2 separate regions of the Mus musculus genome follow, and region 2 is linked to region 1. The links are chromatin contacts, called in public promoter capture Hi-C maps. All regions are on one chromosome and are shown on one strand. The core of a region is the stretch at or near the end of the contact, and the rest is flanking DNA. Distances in the headings are between cores, read along the strand shown. Region 1 overlaps Arhgap39 (Rho GTPase activating protein 39). Region 2 overlaps Apol6 (apolipoprotein L 6).

Region 1 (7,669 bases), core at 1,631-4,130:
AAGTACAACATCCACACAGATGAAATAAATCTTTTTTAAAAACAAGATTGCAAATTTTATCCTATGAAAAAAGCCACTAAAGCATTCTAAGCAGGAGCTGCATGATACAATTTAAACTATCGACAAGGGCTGATGGGAGAGTCAGCACTTCGCCGACCAGTCTGTCTGCATCCCTCATATGATGACTGGACTGGGGGTGGGGGGCACTATCCCACTCGCGGCAGCCTGGAAGCCAGCAAATGGCCCCTTTATCGGAGCCAAAGGCTGGCCTCAGCCTCCAAGCTGTAGGGCAAGCCAGAGTACAGGCCGCCTGTTCACATCCAGCACAGGCCAGAGGAAGAGCAAACGCACAACCACAGAGTGTGCGCCTGCGCCTGCCCGCTGTGACTGGCGGTCCCTCACCCCTTCGCCTTTCTCTAGAACTTTCCCAGCTACCTCTGGTTCATCTTTCTACAGACCACACCCAGGACTTCCTCCCAGTTTTGTTACCACACTCAAAACAGCAATTCCTTCCCTTTCTCAGCCCACATCCTTCTGAATAATTCATGCATCTCTTAAGCTTTATCTACTCAGAAGGAAAAAGAAAATGGAAATAACCAATCATCCCACAAAGCAGCAGAGTCCTCCATGGATGAGGATTCCATAAAAAAAAAAAAAAAAAATCACTGTGGTCTTGTGCTTCCTTACAGGAAACAGTCTGTATACAGATCCTATGTAACAGTAGCATCCCTTAAATATGCATATAAATGTCCTGCCAGCTCGTGGCGTGAACGCCTCTAATCATATCACTCCAGAGGCAGAAGCAAGTGGGTATCTGTGAGTTCTAGGCCAGCCTGGTCTACACAGTGACTTCCAGGACAACCAAGGCTACATAATAGAAAAGACCGGGCCTCAAAAGTAAAAAAGTAAAATAACAATCCCCCAAATGTCCCAACACTCAGGCTTTTTTATTTTGGGGAAATTTGTGTATGTGTTTGTGTGTGTGTGTGTGTGTGTGTGTGTGTGTGTGTGTGTGTCTTTCTCAGTCTCTGTCTCTATATCTGTCTGTCTCTCTCTCTCTGGCAGGGTCTCACTATATAGCACTCACTGACCTGGAAGTCACTGTATGGACTAGGTTGGCCTTGAACTCACAGAGATCCACTTGCCTCTGCCTAAGTACTGGGATAAGGGTGTGTGCCACCATGCCTGGCTCACTCGTGCTTTCAAACCTTCTTTCTACCATATTATGTTTTGGTATGAATGAGTGTGAACGTGCAAACCCACACATGTCAAGGGTCCACCGTGCAATCTTTCCATGACAGCTCCTTCTGAGAAACACGGAAACCCATACACAGCTCCAAGAGAAAACGCAGCTCTTGATTCACGTTCCACACCCAACCAGCCTGCCTTTGTGTCCAGACACAGGAAGACTGGCACCCTTTACTGCCTAAGGCCCTGCAGCACATCTGCAATGAGATGTGCCAGTAGCACCTCGGGATCAGGACCCTCTACTCTTCAGAGACCCTGAAATGACAATGGCCCACCACATGTACCACACCTCATCTGTGGAGCTGCAGGAGCTCTCAGCAGCACCTTCAGAACATGAGGAAGCTTTAGCTTTCCATCACTATAACGAACTATCCAATCATCGTTACCTTATAGGAACAGAGAATTATTGAGGGTTGGGGATCTGACTCAGTGGGTCAAGTGCTAGCCACACAGGCATGAGAACTTGAGTTCAGAACCTCAGAACCCATAGAAATCTGGATGCCGTAGCATACATCTTTAGTCCCAGTGACCCAGACTCCAGATGGGAAGCAGACAGGAGATTCTCCAACACTGAATGGGTTAGTTAACCTGAAGTGTATAGAGTGAACAAAAGACCCTGTCTCAAAAACAAGGTGCAAAGCATGGAAGACCACCAGAGTTTTCCTGACCTCAGCATACTCACTGTGTTCATGTGCCCATACTCAAACACACAAAGATTTAAAGAACAAGAGGAAGCCAGGCATGGTAGTGCACGCCTTTAATGGCAGCAGCACTCACAAGGCAGAGGGGCTAGATCTCCGTGAGTCTGAGGCCAGCCTAGTCTATGTAGCAAGTTCCAGGCCAACCAGAGCTGCTCACCCAGGGGGCAGTGGGGGCTTGTGTATGATTCTAGAAAGATGGGCTATTGCTTTGAGCCTCCAGTGGAGATGCCAGAAGGCAATGGTAGGATGTGTGTCAGAGCAACCTGCTTCTACCAGAAGCCAGACATCTGAAGATGAGTCACAGTCCTGCAATCCCCTTTCGATACATAAGGATCTTACTTGTTAAAGGTCTCTCATTCCAATAATGCCACAGTGAGGATCAAGCCTTTACACAGGAGCCCTTGTAGGACATTCAAGACCCAAACTGCAGGGCTGAGCATGGAAGTCCAGACCTTTAATTCCAGCAATCAGGGGAGGCAAAGGCAAGTGGAGCTGTGAATTTGAGGCCAGGTTGGTCTACATAGTGAGTTCTAGGTCAGCCAGAACACAGAGTGAAAGAATGGGGAGAGGGGAGAGCGAGAGAGATCCAAACTACAGTACAAATCAAGTGTGTGTGTGTGTGTGTGTGTGTGTGTGTGTGTGTGTGTGTGTGTGTGTTGGGGGGGGTGTCTTGCCACCACCATTGACCCTTCACTACCATGGCTGGTCAAACACTCCATGTCAGCCCACAGTGACACCCCCAAAGCTATGCAAGTGAAACCCTACTTATCCCAACACCTCCTAACCCTGACCCTCCAGCCTGGACAACACAATAAAGCCAGTGTCCAGCTTCCTGGCTTCTTCCTCACGGTGCCTCGGATCCCTGGCATACTTACATGCCAGAACAGACAGCATCCTTGGCTCAGCCAGAGTTCCCCTTTCTGTCTCTGCAGTTAAATACAACCACAGAAAAAGGAACTGAACAGTCTCTGTCCCCTTCCAAGCCCCAATATCAGTCATGTGTGGGCTGCGTGAGTGTCTTTCCCAGCCCTTTTCATGCTTTATTTTAAAGACAGGGTTTCTCTCTGTAGGCCAGGCTGGCCTCACACTCAAGAGATCCGCCTGCTTCCGTCCTCTGAGCACTGGGGTTAAAGGCGTGTGCCACCACCAGGCATTCTTTCTATCTTAAGATCCTCTTTGACTCTTCTTACTCTTCACTGAGAGCTCTCACAGGCTAAGTGGCCAGCCTACAGTTGCCACCTACTCCTCTCCACAGGAGCTTCCGCAATCCTCTCTTCTACTCTACTACCATTTCTTTCTCTCTCGGAATTATTGCCCCTCTGCAGAAAGCATTCTCAAAAAACATCTTCACTGTCCCGCTATAACTTCTATCCTGTATTCTCCCAAACATGCTTTGCCCTCCCCTTTATATCTCCAAATCTCCTCTTCCATATCACCGATAGCTCTGACACTGATCCAACAGCAGTTTCCCATCTTCCTCACCTTACCTCACAGATGAGAGCATCTGCCCTCCCATTACCAACCTCAGATTATTCCCCCCAACCCTGTTATCTAGGGTGGGCCACTCCTTCCTTTCCCTTATGTGCCACGCAGAGCGCCTTCCCCTAACCCTTTTCAGGAGATAAAGAACTTTGTCCTGCAAAAAATGAAGACTTGAATTTGCACCTTAAAACTCATATTTGAAAAATGAGCTGGAGAGATGGCTCAGCTGTTAAGCGCTCACTCAGGTTTGATTCTCAGCACCCACACAGCTCAGAGCCTTTTGCGACTTGTTTCAAGAGGATCCAATGCTCTCCTCTGGCTTCCACAGGCATCGGGCATGCACTCAGAAAAAAACATCCATACACATAATAAAACGTTCTTGAGAAGAAAATTAGCCAGGCGGTGGTGGCGCACGCCTTTAATCCCAGCACTTGGGAGGCAGAGGCAGGCAGATTTCTGAGCTCGAGGCCAGCCTGGTCTACAGAGTGAGTTCCAGGTCAGCCAGGGCTATACAGAGAAACCCTGTCTCGAAAAACCAAAAACCAAAAAAAAAAAAAAAAAAAAAAAAGAAAGAAAGAAAGAAAAGAAAGAAAGAAAGAAAAGAAAAGAAAGTTTAAAAACAAAGGTGTGGTATCGTGTGCATGTAATTCCAGCCCTGAAGAGATGGAAACAGGCAAATCTCTGGGATTCATGGACCGGCCAGCCTAACATTATCAGGCAACTGAGGGATGACATGAGACTGACCTCTGGCCTACCCACACACACCCTGACACACACAGAGATGAGAACATCTATGGAGTTCAAACTCTACACTCCCCATTAGCACGCTGGTGGAGCCCTGCTCCATGCTGCCTTCGTGCTCCCTGCACGGGAGGACAGCTGTAACTGTGGGCTTTGCCGGGTGTTCTCTCTCAGGAAGAGCTCCTCTTCCCCAGCTGCTATGCGCTCCTCAGCTCCAGTTCTGTTCCGATCCATGTTCTCTGTGAGTGAGGACATCACTCCAGCCCTCCTCCATTGTGTCTGCCAGCGGGGCACAGTTTCACTCCTCCAAATGCAAGGACGGAGGCATAGTGAGAGCCGAGCCCCTCACAGAGACTTCTCAGCAGCCAGGAGATTTTCTAGACACACGCTATGCATTCATACCCGGGGTCCAGGGAGGGAACAAGTGGCTCAAAGATGAATGTGGTGGAAACAGAAAGCTCTGGCCTCATGACACTTGAACCTGAATACAAGTTCGTCTAATTAGCTATGGGACCTGAGTCTGTCACAACCTTTTACAGCCATAGGTCAGGAGCACTAACCACAAAACCTGTTCAGAGTAGAGGATATAATACCTAATGTATGCTCAGAACGGCATGTGGAATATATGAATCAGATCACAATGGTAATATGCAATGTTTGTTTTAAAATATCCTTCTAGACTCTACACACATTGACAGCGTCTCTGACAAAGCAAGGTTCAAGTCCTTCCAAGAGTACGTGCTCCTGAGGAAATCGCATTTGTGACCCCGCCTACATTTTTGAGATAGGGTTTATGTAGCCCCAGCTGGCCTCAAACCAGTATTGGGATTATAGACATGTATCATCATCCCTAGTCCATAACCATCCCATTCCCTTTAAAACCTCCTCTCAAATGGAAAAGAAAAAGTTGAATTATTAAATTCCTGAAAACCTGCAAATAAAAGGTTAGAAACCAGATTTACTTACTCATTTTTTTCAAAAAGCATTTTCTTTTTATCATTTTATGCATGTTGTTTTGCCTGCATGTATTCTGTATATTTTGTGTGTACTGTATCCACAGAAGCCAGTAGAAAACACTGGATCCCCTGGAACTGGAGTTACAGATGGTTGTGAGCCACTATATGGTTATTAGGAATTGAACCCAGGTCCTATAGCAAAACAGACAGTACTCTTAACCACTGAGCCATTCCTCCAGCCCCCCCAAAATGGATTTTCATTAATGCATGCACAAGAAATTTTAAATACAAAACATCTAAAATGAACATTATTTTTCATTTAGAAAGATTAATCAAACAGAAGAAAAAGAACTTACATCTGCATTCACCTACACGTATATTGAATATAAAATGTCCCTACTAGGATAATGAGGATTGAAGACAGCTAGCTGCTACCAGGGGGGACCTGGACAGCTAAAGTATAAGGAGAGGAGGCTTTTAGCCTCTGTGTGCATGTGAAGATCTGGGTAAAGCCGGCTGGGGACGGTTCTTTCTTCCACCATGGGAAGGATTGACTCAGGTCCTCAGATGTGGCAGCAAGTGCCTTTATCCACTGACCACCTTGCTGGCCTTCCCTTTTATGTTTGTAGTTTTTGCACATTTGCTCAAACACTTAGTAATAAAAAGAAATACCTGGAGACTGGGGATACAGTTCAATTGATAAAGCGCTGCCTTGCAACCATGAGTTTCATTTCCAGAACCCATGTTAAAAAAAAAAAAAAAAAAAAGTGTGGTGGCACACACTTGTAACTCAGTACTGGCAAGCTAACGGGAATTTGTCAAGAGAGTTTAAAAAAAGGGAAGCTCAGCAGTTGGCAGCACTAGCTGCTCTTGCAGAGGACCCTGGTGCAGTTCAAGTCTCTGTACCCACACGGTGGCTCACAACCATGCACAACTCCTGTTCCAGGGGACCACACCCCATCAGGCACACAAGCAGTGCACACAATGCATGAAGACAAAACACTCACACCCACCAAATAAAGAGACTGAAAAGAAAAAGTGGATGCCACCTGAGGACTGACACCTAAAGTTGTCCTCCAGCCTCAATACACACAAGCACTCACACATACATGAACACATACAAACACACACATACAAAGACAAACTTTTTGTTTGTTTGTTTGTTTGGTTTGGTTTTTTTTTTTTTTTTTTTTTTCAAGAGAGGGTTTCTCTGTATAGCTCTGGCTGTCCTGGAACTCACTTTGTAGATCAGGCTGGCCTCGAACTCAGAAATTCACCTGCCTCTGCCTCCCAAGTGCTGGGATTAAAGGTGTGCGCCACCACACCCGGCTCAAAGACAAACTTTTAAGAGGCTCACTTGGAATAGAAAACCTAAAAATAAAATTGGGAAAACAATATGTACTATCAAAAGGAATATTTGGGAATAAATTTAACCACAATATAAAAATTGTACAATGGAAACTGTCAGACACTGTTGAAATAAATCAGAGACCTAAATGGTGGTAGAGAGTCTATGTTCATGGATTAAGACACTATTCACTACTAAAATATCAACACCCCAGATTATATACAACAACAGTTCCTGCCAAAGTCATTCTTGTGTGGTTTGAAATAAATGGCCTGGCTGACCCTGAAGGTCCCATGGAAATTCTAAGACCCAGAATTGCTAAGACAGTCTGGGAAAAGAGGAAGTGACAGACACAGACCTCCTGACCTGGAAGCCTAGTGCTTTGCTACAGGAGTCAAAGCATGGCACAGGCACAAGGACAGACAGAACATTAGAGGGACAACAGTAGGAAAAATAAAACTTCCATTTACAGTCAGGTGATCTTTGACAAGGATGCCAAGACTATTCAATGGAAAAAGGAAATTTTCCCAACAAATGAAGCTGGAAAAGATGAATAGCCACACAAAGGAATAAAGTTGGGCCCTGATTTTGCAATCTTTTTTTAAAAAAAATTAACTCTGCCAGCCATTGTGGTGCACGTGTGTCTCCCTGGCACTCGAAAGAGGTAGGAGGATCAGGAGTTCAAGGCCGGTCTCAGCTACATAGTGAGGCCAGCTTTAGCTAGACAAGACCTTGTTCCAACCCTCATCAACACATAAATAGAAAAATAACTCAAAGGGATCAAATACCTAGATGCATATAACATACAAAGCAACATCTAAACAACAGCAAATGTCAGTGCAGAGCCGGGGGGTGGCTGGCGCACATCTTTGATTCTAGCACTCAGGAGGCAAAGGCAGGCAGATCTCTGCATTCAATGTCAGCTTGCTCTACATACAGATCCAGTTCCAGAATAGCCATAGTCACAAAGAGAAATCTGTCTCAAAAAAACTAAAAAGTCAGTACATGAACTAAAATCATACAATTCTTAGAAGAAAACACAGGAGTAAAATTCCTGTTATTTTGATTTCTGACGCAGAGGTTTGTCATGTATCTCAGACTACTAGCCTTGAACTCACTACAGATATTAACTGGTCTTGAGCTTCAAGCAAACCCCCTGGCCTCAGCATCCAGAGTGCCACCATTCACCATAC
Region 2 (7,669 bases), core at 2,088-4,587, 250 kb after region 1:
AGGCAAGCACTCTACCACTGAGCTAAATCTCTAACCCCCAGGGCCAGGTTTTGAAAGAGGCCCGCCTGGAGGCTTCAGCTGGGATCTGTAGAGCCATGTCGATGTTATCTTGTGAAGTCTGCAGAGATGTCTGCAGACATTTCCATAGCTGTGATAAAGACTATGATCAAAAGGGTTTATTTGGTTCATATGTTTCCAGTCACATAGGGAAGCCAAGGCAGTGAGAGCCCAATCATACTCCATCTTGGGACTGGCCTCCATCTTAAAGAGATAAATAAATGAATAAAGCCTGAGAATGACCTTCTGCAGAGCCCAAGCTGTACCCACAAACCAGGAAGGACCCCACGGCTTGTCCTTGGCCAGAGTTACTCCTTAGCTACTTCCTAGCAAAGCGAATCAAAGATTAGTCTGATTGTTTCAGATGCACTTTTTTTTTCTTTTTTTCTTTTTGGTTTTTCAAGACAGGGTTACTCTGTGTAGCCCTGGCTGTCCTGGAACTCACTCTGTAGACCAGGCTGGCCTCAAACTCAGAAATCTACCTGCCTCTGCCTCCCGAGTGCTGGGATTAAGGGCATGTGCCACCACTGCCCGGCTCAGATGCACTTTCAAACTGTTCGTTCACGATTGTATAGGGTCTTGCTTCAGAGCACTCACCTGTCAGCTTACAGTCATTCTATTAGATGCTTGCCAGACTGGACACTCCCCCTGCTTTACCTCCTCACTTGCTCCTATTCTCCTGTAAAATTTTGTCCTGCCAAGGGTTTGAGGCTGCTCCACCTTCCCTTCCCATCCTGCTGTGTCAGGGTTGGGTTGCAGGACATCCCATGGCCAAGATTGTAATAAACCTTAATGCTATTACTTCAGAAACGGCTCCCTGGTGGTCTTTTGAGATTCCCAAACCCTTCCTGGCATAACAGCAGGAGTTCAGACCTCAGAGGAACACTGCTTCCTGGCTTGCTCTCACTTGCTGCTCCTGTGGCTGTCTCACTTGCTTTTTTATGCTACCCAGGGCCACCTCCCAGGGGTGGTACCACCCACAGTAAACCAGACCCTCCCAAGTCAATCATTGATCAAGAAAATGCTCTACAGACTTGCCTATAGGCAATCTGATGGGGGACGTTTTCTCAATTGAGGTTCCTCTTCACAGGTGATTCTAGCTTGTGTCAAGTTGACCAAACAAAGCCAAGCAGACAAAACTAATCAGGACAAGGGCCAAATAGTACCTAGTGCTTGGAGAAGGGCAGGTCCGTCTTCAGCTGCCCGACTAGGCTTCTCTTTCTTCTACTCTTCCATGTTCGGATGAGAGCTTTCTGGTTGAATAAACCATGTTTCTGCGCTACAGGAAGTCTCTGGACTAACTACCCTCTCAAGCCCTATATGGAAGCTTTAAACCCTCGGTATTTGGAGTAGAACCTTGTGGGGGAATAGCTGGGGTTGAATGAGGCTGTTGGGGTATAGAGCCTTACAGGCCTGAGGCTCACAAAAGAGAAGGAAGAAACCGGAGAAGCCACCCCATGAACCCACAGAGGAAAACAGTGGAAGGCTCTCCAGGGTAATCAGGCACCTTCAAGCCGAGGAGAAGCCAGCCCTCAACAGGAGCTGAATGGTTAGCACCTTTGAGGAAGAGTGAACAGTCCACCTCTCTCTGGGGTGCTGGGCAAGTGGTAAGAACTGATAAAGCACCTGTGGTGCTGGTGGTGGTTTTGGGTGTGGTGGGTGATGGTGGTGATGGTGGTGGTGGTGGTAGAGGCAGTGGGTGTGGTGGGTGGTGATGGTGGTGGTGGTGGTGGTAGAGGCAGTGGATATGGTGGGTGTGGTGATGGTGGTAGTGGTAATGGGTGTGGTTGTTTTCTTGTTTTTTTTCTGAGTTTCACTCTGTATCCCTTCACACTATATCCCAGTCTGACTTAACATCATTATGCAGTCCAGGCTGGCCTCAGGTTTCTGAAATTATGGTTTTGTGCCACTATCCCTGGTGTAAGCATTTTTTAAAAAGATTTATTTATTTATTTTATGTGTGTGAGTACAACAGTAGTTGTACAGATGGTTGTGAGCCTTCATGTGGTTGTTGGGAATTGAATTTTTAGGACCTCTGCTTGCTCCAGTCAACCCCGCTTGCTCAGTCCTGCCTGCTCCGGCCCAAAGGTTTATTATTATACATAAGTACACTGTAGCTGACTTCAGACGCACCACAAGAGGGTGTCAGATCTCATTACCGGTGGTTGTGAGCCACCATTTGGTTGCTGGAATTTGAACTCAGGACCTTTAGAAGAGCAGTCAGTGCTATTAATGGCTGAGCCATCTCTCCAGCCTCAGTGTAAGCATTGTTAATCCATTGTTAACCCACTATTAATATTCATGAGAAGGCCTTACTCTAAGAACTCTTTACAATACTCATTTTACCGATAAATAACCTAAGCTATTGAGGAATAGGGCAATTTGACTCCCTAGTTGATAACTGTTAAACTCCTCTCTGGTTCCCTGGTTGCCTCTGAGTCAAGGGTTCTTATCCGGGAGCCAGGTGAACTTTCCCACTTCTGTGCTGCTTGCTTTGAATGTTCCATGGACGGCTTGGGGAAACTACAGTATTGACAGATGCTTGCTGCTAAAGCGTAACTCCAGCTCCTGGCCATTGTAGCTCCAAAGTTGGCCTTCACAGCCCTCAATGACTGTAAACAACCCTGCCACCATTTCCACTGAGGTACTTCCTGGTGGCCCTGCAGAGGGAAGGCAAAGGTGACTGTGTCTTGACTGCTGTTAGCACAGACCTTAATTTGTCGAGGATGCGCTCTGGTTTGTGATCAACACCTGTTGGGGGGTTATATGAGCTGTTTGGTTCACTCCTGGGCTGTCTGCTTCCCACGTCACATTAGATCCACTAAATGGCTTCTTTCTGGCCTTTATTTCATCACTTGTGACACAGGCTGAGCTGGTGCCATGTGAGAGAAGGAAACAGTAGCATAAGAGGGAGCCATGGTGGTGCTAGTGGCAGGCCCTAAGGTCACAGTAGCAGCAATTCAGCATCCATAATAACAATGGTGACAATGGTGACAACAGGTATGACAGTGATTGCAGGGGTCGCAGAAAGGCAATGGAGGAGCAGAGAGAGAGAGAGAGAGACAGAGAGAAAAAGAGAGAGAGAGAGAGAGAGAGAGAGAGAGAGAGAGCTGAGCCCATAATGAGCCGGAGAGGTGAAGCCACAGGCTCTGGTCACTGAGACAGTTCCAGAGGGACATCTTATGGCAAATCCCCAACTTCCTGGACCTGGACACTCACCACTACAGTGCTAAGGGACCAGGTATCTGGCATGCACAAGAGCACTGACTGACCCTAGGCGGTACTTCCTGCTGCTGCATTCAGCCAAAGACAGCCAGTGCTGACTGCTCAGAGTCCATGGATTATAAAAGCTTCCTGGTGCTTGGAAGAACTTCTTCTCTACCCGATCTGGCAGAACAAAAGGACTTTAGCTAACAGGCTGTTGGCAGCCTGGATCTGGGCCTGCCTGAAAAGAATTGTCTGTGGCATTTTGTTAGAGCAGTCTAGGATAACCAAGGCAGGGAGGGGGCTTATGTGGCTTGCCAAGTGTCTTGGTCTGTCTGCGCTGCTGTGACAGAAGACTGTTGGCTGAGTAGTTTGTTAAGAACAATTATCTCTGGTCTTAAGACAGGCGAGCCCACAGGCAAGGTACAGTAGGGCCTGGGTCTGAAGGACTTTCTCTTAGCTCCCCAGGAGCTACCTTCTGCTATGTCTTCATCAGGAGGAAGAGGCAAGCAAGCTTCCTTTCTAGGGTAGCTCTCTCTCCTATTCCTAGCAACTTAGGGGACTCTCAGGAGGCCCCATTTCCTAATTCTGTCACACTGGGGATTAGGTAAATCAAAGCTAGGTCCTGGTCAACTGGGTTCAGTGGCAGACACCTTTAATCCCAGCATTTGAGAGACAGAGGCAAGTGGACCTCTGTGAGTTTGAGGCCAGCCTGGGCTACATTATTGAATTCTAAGTCAGTCACAGCGGACCCTCTCTCAAAAGAAATGCTAAGTAGTGGTAGAGCCAGGATGGCAAATGCCAAACCTGGCCTGAGGCTCTTCTAAGTTAGAGGCTCTCCTTCCCTGCCTCATCCTCCTCTTCTTCCTTCTGCTCTTCCTCTTCTATGTCTCCAAGACAGGGCCTCACTTCCCCTGTCTGGGATGGCCTTTTTAACTCACTATATAGCCCAAGCTGGCCTTGAACTCTCAGCAATCCTCCTGCCTCAGTCTCATGAATACTGGATTATATCTTGCACCCCCTGCTCCTGACTCTTCTAAAAGCAAGACTTCCACATCATAATTATGTTGCACTCACTTTTGGTTTTGTTTTTTTCCCTCAGAGACTCAGCAAAGAGGCCGCAAGGTCCTCTTTGAAAGGAAACAAGGTGACTCAGCCTCCATCCTCCTCGACTGAGAGAGCAAGACTCTGGTGATGGTGACTGACAGATGAATAGGAGCCACGGAGACCTTGAGTCTTTGAGATCAGTGAAGGAAGACCAGGGTGGGGGTGGAAGGCTGATGGGGCAATGCCTGTAACTCACATACAGGGAGGTGCCAGGGAGTTCCCCAGGGTCTAAAAAGGGAGAGAGAGCCCTGTCAGCCCCACTCTTGAGCCTCCCTTCTTCTCCCCTCTGACCCAGCCATCACCAGCACTCTCCTGGGATCCCCCATCACTCACTGTACAAGCCCCCTGCTAGGCTTTAGACTGACACCGCTTCCTGACAGCTTCCATAGTAATTAGCAATGATAAGCTATGAGGGTCCCTCCCCCACCTCACCTCTTTCAGTGCTCTCAGTCTCTCAGGAAAGCGGGAACTGTTGTCTCAGAGCCATGCTTGCACACAAAGGTTGTCACTGGAACCTGCTAGGCCAGATTCCAGGGGAAGGAGGGAGAGAAGCCTGGGCTCACCCCTTCTGCCTCAAGTCCTGAGCTGATTGACTGCCCTGTCTCCTGTCTTAAAAACCCTTTTGTGTGTCTCCATTGCTGGTTTGAAAGTCACTCGTGGGTGCTATAACACTTAAAAAGACAAAACAGAACTAACCCCCACACAGCCGGGGAAGGAAAGCCTAGGGAAGAATTGCACAGGAGGTTTGGGACTGTGGCCCACCCACACAAGACTTCCTGCGTTCTTTCTTCTCAGGCTGTCCAGGTGCTGGCTGTCCACTGCTGTCATCACCCAGGGACCCTCCGTCCTAGTGCACTGTAGAATTGAGCCCCTTATCTCTAACCCTTGATAATTCCTCATTTGCTGGCTGATCTGAATGTCCCTCCCTGCTCTCTGTAGCTCCCAGGGCTTCCCACCCTCACCACAGCACGTGGAATCTGTGGGCACAGAAGTACCTTGGGCTGAGGGGGACCATTGAGCGCATGAGGTCATAAGTTCCTGTCTCCACCTCAGGGGCAGGTAGGCAGTACCCCTGCGGGCTCTGCAGTATGAAAGGGGACTGGGTAGGAACTCAGGGTACCCTGATTGGTCAGGATGAACCCAGAGGGAGGAGAAAGAAGAAAGGGGGCTGTTTGTACTTCCCTCTCCAGAATGTTGGGGTTGCGACTTTTCTGACCCTCACTGTAATGAAATAAACACTGGCAGAAGCTTACTTCTTGACTACAGGGCTGCTTCCTTTACAGTCAAGGCCCCCGACTGGGACACCTAAGATAAAGACTTCTCCTTGAAAGGGAGGAGAGGAACCCACAAGGAGACAGTAATGGAAGCAGGGCCTCACGGATGCTGACGTTTATAAAAGATAAAGGGGCAAGGTATGTTCTATGGAGGTGTGGGGGAAGGGGTGCCTCTGCAGGTGTATGTTGAGGCATCCCTTCCCCCTGAAGGACCAGCCACATAATGGTATAGTATAGAATAGAGTTTATTCAGGGCATGGAGAGGGGAGTTAAGAGGTTTGTAGAGGCAGAGAAAGGCAGAGAGAGAGACAGTAGAGAAGTAGAGAGGTAGAGGATTAGAGGCCAGCCATGAGCACGTGGAGAGGGGGAAAGGGAAGCAGAGAAAGAACAAGAGAGCAAGAGAAGAGCAAGAAAGCGAGAACTAGGGAGCAGCCCCTTTTAGAGTGGGTCAGGCCTACCTGGCTGTTGCCAGGTAACTGTGGGGCAGAGCTTAGACAGAATGCTCACAGATACCACATCAGTGCTGTGTCCTACAGCCCTGGGAGCTATGAGAAGTAGGGAGAGATGAGCCTACAGCACTGTGGGGTGGGGGCTTTGTTTATAACTCCTGAGACCTACAGGGGAGTGGAATTCTAGTGGAATCAGTGTATCTAGGGTAAACATCAGAATGAAAAGGCTGTTTTTCAATGTACCTAGGGTAGATATCAGAATGAAGAGTTGTTTTCAGAAGTACTTTGACCCTGAAAGAATCATTATAGAACAGTGCTTGTCTTCCATTATCTATGATGTTGTTTTCCTGAAGGAGCTTTACAGCCATGGGTGACTTTGGTCACAAGACGGAATGTCTTGCATTATTGGGCACTGCAGACAGTGCACAGTAAGGATTGAAGTTGCAGGGGCATGGTGTTTTTCTTCACAAAACATAACAGATCAGATGAGGGGCTTTAGTATGAGAAATGTGTTCCCCTATCCCCCACCAAAAAAACCAAAACAAACTGTGTAACACTCAATGGATGTGCGTCTGTACATCTGTTCCAGGTTCAGTTCATTGAGACTGTTCCTCTCTGCTGCCTCAGAGCACGATTACACTCTGGAGTACCTCTTTCTTTGATCGACCCATGTGACTCAGAACACCCACATATGAGTTTGAAACAAACGATCAAATAAATAAACGAATGAAGTCGGGTAGTGTCAGCACATGTCTTTAATCCCAGCACTCATGAGGCAGAGGCAGGCAGATCGTTTAAATTTGAGACCAGCCTAATCTACAGAGTGAGTTCCAGGATAGCCAGGGTAACACAGGGAAACCCTGTCTCAAAAAACCATTAAAAAAAAAAAAAAGCAATGAACTAACAAATTGTAAGGGTGAAGAATGATATCCGAGACTCAAATAGTATTCAGGGGTCTACCATTCACTCAGATGGAGAGGCCCAGGTGAACTCACAGCCTCCATTTAAAGCAGATTAGGGGATTCCAGGGAGGGAGTGGGTAACCTTTATCTTGATTGGTTGGTCTGGTCACTAGGGGTATGGGTGTCTTTGGGATTGGCTAGGGCTCTGGGGACAATCCAGAACTGTTGCTGGGGAAACCTGGAAACTGTTGCTGGGGAAGCCTGGAAACTGTTGCTGACTCATTGCTCTTGCCTCAGGCTAAGTGTCTGGACAGCCTCTGATTGGCTGCCCAGGGACTGTGTTTTTTTTTCTTTTTTTTTTTTCCCAGAGACTGACTTTCCCAAACTTGCTCAATTCTGGGAAACAGAAACTTAGGCCTACTCACCTGAACTGTCAGTTTGAAGCCTGTCATGGACTCAGCCTGGCTCAGTCCTTTCAAAATGCAAGCACAAATAAATAAATTGATAGAATTCTGTACTGTGCCGCGTTGAGTCAGCTTCAGTTGTTCTTACTCATTTTCTTCTCAGCTTGTGCTAGCATTAGAAGAGGTGAGCTTGAAAGACCCACAACGTGAGGACTCCCCCACGTTCTGACTCAGGAGAGGTGACACCCCAAAATCACCAAAGAGAAACGGTC

What was found. Capture Hi-C pulls out chosen DNA fragments and counts their contacts.
Region 2: a contact with region 1 is called in a promoter capture Hi-C map of adipose tissue. A contact is called at or near these places in 1 of 39 promoter capture datasets (liver) and 2 of 9 other capture datasets (adipose tissue and pancreatic islet).

Annotation. Positions count from the first base shown.
Region 1 is chr15:76,799,216-76,806,884 of GRCm38.p6, forward strand. All of the region lies in intron 1 of Arhgap39 (Rho GTPase activating protein 39), which reads right to left. Among named protein-coding and RNA genes, the nearest start is that of Arhgap39, 15 kb to the right of the region's middle.
Region 2 is chr15:77,051,489-77,059,157 of GRCm38.p6, forward strand. Apol6 (apolipoprotein L 6) reads left to right here. Exons shown (of 4, transcript NM_001163621.1): 4 at 1-863. The coding sequence ends at 34. Among named protein-coding and RNA genes, the nearest start is that of Apol6, 10 kb to the left of the region's middle.